Regions from separate parts of the Mus musculus genome. Here region 2 is linked to region 1. A link is a contact called in public promoter capture Hi-C data. All regions are on one chromosome and are shown on one strand. Each heading gives the region's core, a stretch centred on a gene start, on an enhancer-like site or on the middle of the called end of the contact. The rest is flanking DNA. Distances are from core to core; before and after follow the strand shown. Region 1 holds the start of 4930545H06Rik (RIKEN cDNA 4930545H06 gene). Region 2 holds the start of A930033H14Rik (RIKEN cDNA A930033H14 gene).

The links. Promoter capture Hi-C pulls out the DNA fragments that hold promoters and counts their contacts.
Region 2: a promoter capture Hi-C map of hippocampal neurons shows a contact between it and region 1, with 4 times the contacts expected there. The contact joins the promoter of A930033H14Rik here to the promoter of 4930545H06Rik in region 1. A contact is called at or near these places in 3 of 39 promoter capture datasets (cranial neural crest, hippocampal neurons and liver), 4 of 115 datasets of contacts at active chromatin or transcription factors (acute myeloid leukemia, astrocytes, embryonic stem cells and 1 more) and 1 of 9 other capture datasets (embryonic stem cells).

What each region holds. Positions count from the first base shown.
Region 1 is chr10:68,319,556-68,322,669 of GRCm38.p6, reverse strand. It overlaps 4930545H06Rik (RIKEN cDNA 4930545H06 gene), which reads left to right and starts at 1,528. Exons shown (of 3, transcript NR_045357.1): 1 at 1,528-1,612; 2 at 1,969-2,473.
Region 2 is chr10:69,211,436-69,214,549 of GRCm38.p6, reverse strand. It overlaps A930033H14Rik (RIKEN cDNA A930033H14 gene), which reads left to right and starts at 1,452. Exons shown (of 2, transcript NM_001331193.1): 1 at 1,452-1,797; 2 at 2,166-3,114. The coding sequence starts at 1,545. The coding sequence ends at 2,224. Rhobtb1 (Rho-related BTB domain containing 1) reads right to left here and starts at 1,356. Exons shown (of 11, transcript NM_001252637.1): 1 at 1,175-1,356.

The DNA.
Region 1 (3,114 bases), core at 279-2,778:
TTCACATGTTAGATTTTAATGTTGAGGTAGGAAATAGATAAGTAGACGGATGAATGGATCAATGGCTGGTGAATGAATAGATGATTGGTACATGTAAGATAGAGAAATGATAAGTGGATATAGTTGAGAAATTGATGGGTAAGAATAGAAGATCTACAGATAGATAGATAGATAGATAGATAGATAGATAGATAGATAGATAGATAGATACATACATACATACATACATACATACATACAAGAGATAGATGGGCAAATTAGAAGATCTACAGATGATAGATAGCAGATAGGTAGATAGATAGATGATTGATAGATAGACTGATAGATTGATAGATTGATAGATAGATGAGATGGATAGGTAATAATAGAAGATCTACATATGATAGATGATAGATAGATGATTGATAGATTGATAGAGAGATGGATAGGTAATAATAGAAGATCTACATATGATAGATAGATAGATAGATAGATAGATAGATAGATAGATAGATAGATAGATAGCCTTGGCAATACCTTCTCATTCATTAAAGTTGGAAATGCTTGAAAGATTTTAAAACACTGCAACACTGCAACACTGCCTAGGCTTCCTGAGAGCTAACATCCCTCAAGCCTGCTCTTTTACCACCATGTTCTCACCGAGTCTTGCCATGGACTGTAATTGTTACCTTGATTATGTTTGTACCATAAAAGGAACAGGCTTCGGACCATTTAACAAACCACTCCCATGCTTGAGCAAAGAAAGCTAGCATAACCAGGAATAACAAATTTCTGATGCCTAATCAACAGAGCAGTTATGGTCACAAAGTCCCTCCCAATCCCACAGGTCTCTAGTGGCCCTGTGGTTACCATCTACATTGTAGCAAGATGGAGAAAACAATGGAAAAGAATTCACCAGATTTGTACCCTAGGCCTCATGGGACCTGGGCATTATTCTTAACATAGCTTCCATGGGATGCCATGAAGAAGCTGAAATCTCTTGCTATGGGCTCAAGCCAGGCCAGTTTGAATCCAGCCTTGGTTCCACACAGCTGAGGGGATCAGACTCACGGTGTACCATGATAGTTAACACTGTCAACTTGACAGGATCTATAACCACTTAGGAGATAGGTCTCTGGGTGTGTCTGTGGCAGAATGTCTAAGTTGGGTTCACTGGGATGGGAAGACCCTCCTTAAATATGGATGGGAGCATTCTACAGGCTGGGGCCCTGAACTGAATGAAAAGGCTCCACACCAGAGTTCATCTCCCTTAGCTTCCTGATAGCAAAACTCATGGGTACCCACCTCAAGGTCACACCCCACCCCCACCCCATCCCCAAACTGCACTGTAACCTCAAACTGTGATGACATAAATCCTTCTTTTCTTCAGTTGTGCTTGTCAGCTGTTTTACCCCAGCAATGTGTAAATTAACCAACGTGACTAACACAGAGGGAATCTCGAGGCATTCACCAGCACCAGATGTCTTGATGCTGTCCCCTCCCCCACCCCTCCAACACCTCCCCGCATCACAATCTGCCACACAGGTCACCTGTGACAGAGGAGAAGACTTGAATTTGTGGAGCTGAGTGTCTCTGCCTGGGTCACCCCAGTTTATCAGTTAAGCCAGAGAAGGTATGATGTCCCCCATCTAAGAATAAGAATAGTAGTCTACATCACCTACCTACATTTTCTTTCGTCCTCTTCAAGAACTATAGTATATGAGATGGAGTAACTGTCTCCCGTATAGCAGGTACTTGTACATTTCAACTCCTTAAGCTGTCCTTGGGTTTGTTGTTTCATGGGAGTTATGTCGTCCGGGATGCCCTCAAACATGTTATGAAGCCCAAAATGGCCTCCACCTCCAGAATGCAGGATTATAGACATGTACCAGCACACCCAGTTTATCTGATAATGGATCAAATCTAAGGCTTTTTACATGCTGGACAACCAGTCTACCAACTGACTTAGCTCAAAAATCTGACTTGTAGGTCTAAAGTCCTTCTGGCCAGCCTTCTACTTCGGTGAAAAGTAAATAAGTGGACAGTGTTAAATCTACAACCATCCCTGCTCCAGACTTTTCGGGAAGAAATGGTACTTTGTAAAGAAGGTACCCGGTGGATGGAGTCAAGAACAGACATTTGTGAATCAACAAGGACCACCAACTGCCCTTAATCCTATAGAAAGTCTGGGGAAACTGAGGTTTAAAGATATAAATCTCTTGCCCAAGTTGTTTTCTTTTTTAAACTTTATTTTATGTGTATGAATGTTTCCCCTGCGTGTGTGTTCATGTGCCACATGCATGCAGTGCCTGCAGAGGCCAGAAGAGGGGTGTCGGATCCCCTGGCATTATAGAAGACTGTGACCCGCCATGTGGGTGCTAGGAACTGAACCTGGATCCTGGGGAGGAGCAGGCAGTGCTCTCAACCTCTGAGCCACGTCTCCAGCTCCTGAGTGACTACCAACCTGGGATCAGGCTTCTTACTTCTGTACAAGGTAAGCCATTATAAGCCATTCCCATGGTTTCTTCATTTGAAATGTTCGGCCCTGTGAGTATGAGGAAGAGAACGGGTTCTCTTTCTGGCCTCTCCCACCCTAACCTTTACTGTAACAAGACGGGCCACAGCCAATGGAAATGAAGCACAAAGACAGAGGCTCGGGTCAAACACACTGTTCTGGGGAAATCACATTAAAGGCAGTTCCTATTTGGGGACCTGCCCCTTTCTTCTTTCAACCTGGCCCTGCAGGGACAGTTGAGTAGTTTCCCTCTTGGATCTAAACTACATTTTCAAGTGGCTCAGATTTCCAGGCTGGTAAAGCTTCTTTGATAGAGATCAAGTTCAGCTTTGATCAGGAAACCATTTCCCACTTCCCTGTGAATTTGGACCAAAGCGGGGAAACTGAGCCAGGGCACACTCATCAAGCCAGGGAGGACGCTGCAGATCAAGGCAGAAGACAGACAAGGAGGACAGCAGGGTCCCCGGGCACCACAGGAAGGCTCCCTGTTGGCACCAAAACCCATGTGGAAGAGAGAGGCACTTTAAATAGAAATGAAGCAGCCGCTTGCTCCCTGTGCACTTTCAGATAAACACACAAGGTTCAGGCCTGGATAAAGGGGTGGTTTTGTTCCAAGCATA
Region 2 (3,114 bases), core at 203-2,702, 890 kb before region 1:
GGCGTCCCAAAGATCACTGAAGATGAAATAATACACTGAGTCTCAAAAGAGTGTTTAAAAGTGAACTTATGAGCCTGTTGGTGGCTTATTATCTGCCCTTGGCCAAGCTGAATGCCTCTGGAAGCATGGCATGGTTTGGAGTCTCTTGTATGTTTTTATGGCAGGTAGCACAACCTACAGAGAACCTCATGCTGAAACCCCAGGCTGAGTATTCAGTAGTTTCCCCAAAAGCACAGACCAGGGAGATTCAGTCAGGATGTCTCCTCTGCTTGCTACTATCTAGCGTTTCCCAGCTTTCTGTAACTTATCAAGCTTAATGCATGCCTCCACCCCCAATGCCCCAGCATATGTGTACAGGCAGTCCCAAAGGCGCAGCTCTTGTGCTGACGTGCAAAGCCAACTCAGAACCCTGTGCTTGGCTCTCCCTCCTAACTTTTCTGGCTTGTCTGAGTCTAAATATTGACTTTGCTCCTCCGTTGAGTAGTTTGATATGGGATGGAAACCCCACGGCCAACAGTGGAATCAAATGTTATATATACATTTTTTACACAGTCTTGCCTTCCTTCCACTTTTTTGGGGGTGGGTGTGAGTGTGGATCTCTTCTGTGTCTCTCCCCCTACCCCCTGGCTGTGAACCTAGCTGAACACTTAAGTTGAGGTGTGTGCAAGCCCCTCACAAGGCAGCGTGTATTGTTGGCACAGCAACTCACAACAGACTCCCTAGACACAGGGCTAGGGGGGAGGGGAGGGAGAGGGGCGTCATCGTGCATCCAAAGACACTGCTTGGGGCAGGGCAAACACCCAAGGGCTCAGAGCACCCTGCTTCTCGCGTCCCAAGTTCCCCACCAGAGTCCTTCGAGGAAAAGGCGCCTTTCCCCGGGGGCGCGGCAGCACCCGGCCCTGGTGCAACCGGACTGCTAAGGTGCCTGTTGTACGTGTTGTCTGCCGCTACAAGTTAGGGGTGCGGCCGGGGCGGGTGCTCTTCCACATCTCTTCAGCTCACTCCTCTGGGAGGGGACTGTCCCCCCGCATCCCTTCAGCTCACTCTCGCAAACGTTGCTGGGGGAGGGTGGGAACATGGGCCGGGGTCCCCACCTGCCACCCGCGAGGCAATCGGGAGCTGGTGAGGGTGCTCCGCTGCTCACTGGGACACTCAGCACGACACAGCCACCTACCCTGCAGCCGAGCGAGACCTGGCTCCCTCCGCCGCTCAGCAGCGGCCCCCGCCGCGCGCGCTCGCGGGGACGCCGGGACCCTGCGCACCGCGCGCCACCCGCCCGGCGTGGCACAAAGGCAGCATGGCCCAGCCGCACCCGGCCGCGTCCGCGTCCCGGCGCAGGCCACGGGACTCGTCCCCAGGTCGCTGTCGCCGCCAGCCCTGCCCTCCTCCCGCCCCCTTTCCTGGCCAGGCGGGGCACCGGGCGGAACCCTGCGCCCGGGCACGGAGCGAGCAAAGCGGTGGCGGCCTCCGATCGCTCTCTCTCTCTCCACCGTGACGTGAGCAGCCTTGGCGGCTATTTATAACCACACGATTGGATTTCATTCATGAAACCAGGGCCTGGTGTGTCTGAGCTGTGGGACGCGAGGTGGCGAAGGTGCTGCGGCTGCACGCACACCGGAGGGGCCTGGGCTCCAGGGCCGGGATCAGCGTGCGTCCCGCTACCCCGGGGACCCGGCCTTAAGCCAAGCGGAGATCAGAGCAGGGCAGGGTGTGTGCGAGCTGTCCCCGCGCCCCCTCCCCGCAGCATCCCACCCACTCCCGAACATCCGCTGGCCCTCAGTCCTGGGCTCAGGAAAAGTAAGTTGGGCCACTAACCGGCTGGGCAGCATAGCTTTCTTCCCCCTAGGAACTGACCGGCCGCGGACTCCGAGGGAGGACATTGGCTTTTGTTTCAAAACCGAGCCCAGCTGCTGACTAAGCGCTGCGCTGGCCCAGCCTCCTCCCCTGGGCGCTGCACGTGCGGGCTGGCTCTCCCCCTCCTGGTCACCTTCCCCTGCACCGGGCTCAAGGGGTCCCGGCAGGGGGCGGGGGGGGGGGACGCCCAGCTTTTCCCCCCACCCGGTCCTCCCCACCCCCACCTCCCACCCCGAAATCAGCTGTTTTAGAGAGGCTGGGGGGCGGGGGGGGGGAGCTGAAACTGATTTCGGCCTCTTCTGGGTCTGCAGGAAATCTTGGAAGGGAAAACCAGTTTCGGGGACACTGTGGACTTTCAAGCCGATTGTGAGTTCTGGGGGCAGAGTTCTGGTTACTTTTCACGGATCCGCAGAAGAACTGCCTAGGTGCCTAGGGGTGTCTGGCATCACGCGATGCTCTAAGGAGGTGACAGGGAACTGCAACTAACTTGGCTCCTGTCCGCAGGGAACTTTCAGTCCGCCTTCTCAACTGCCTGTTAGACTGGGCTGTGTAATCCGCTCACTCTAGTCCTGCAACGAGACGAGACAGCTGGCGGATTAGGATGTGAATGCCTTCAACTAGGGATGTGCTACGTTTATAAAACCCTTCTAAAGGCTGACATGGAGCACACAAAAAATGGCCACGCTACATCCTTGGCCTCCATCAGTTCTTAGCTAAGGCCTTGCCAGCATCTCGAAAGGGTGGGAAAGATAGATAGCCGTATTTTACTGTGAGGACGGTTACTTAGGGCTATCCTTCAACTTCCCTTAAAAAAATGAATAGCAAACAAAACCCTCTCTCACAGTAACGCCTCCGTCCCTCCTTTTCAGGAAACCACATTTGGTTTTCTTAGATGGACTTCTCTTCCTCCCCAGGATCTCTGGTTTCCAGTCTCTTTGGCAATTTCCTGCCCCTCCCTTAGATCCTCCCATAGCTGGTCTCCAACTCTCGCTATGTTGCCAAGGCTGGCCTTGAACTCCTGCAACCTCGGCCTTGCAGGTTTGTACCACCAACAGGCTAAGCAAACGAAATGTTTTTAAATAAGAAAATGTTGTGCAGGCAACCTGCGGTATTTAAGCAATCCTTAATGTACTGTTGTGGTTGGAGATGGGGTCATCAAGGCCATAACCTTTTGATGCTAGCAAGAGAAGGAAGGAAGAAGTCAAATTCCCGTGTCTGAGGAGTTCAAGGTGGATCGTGACTGAATATGGTCATTTGCTT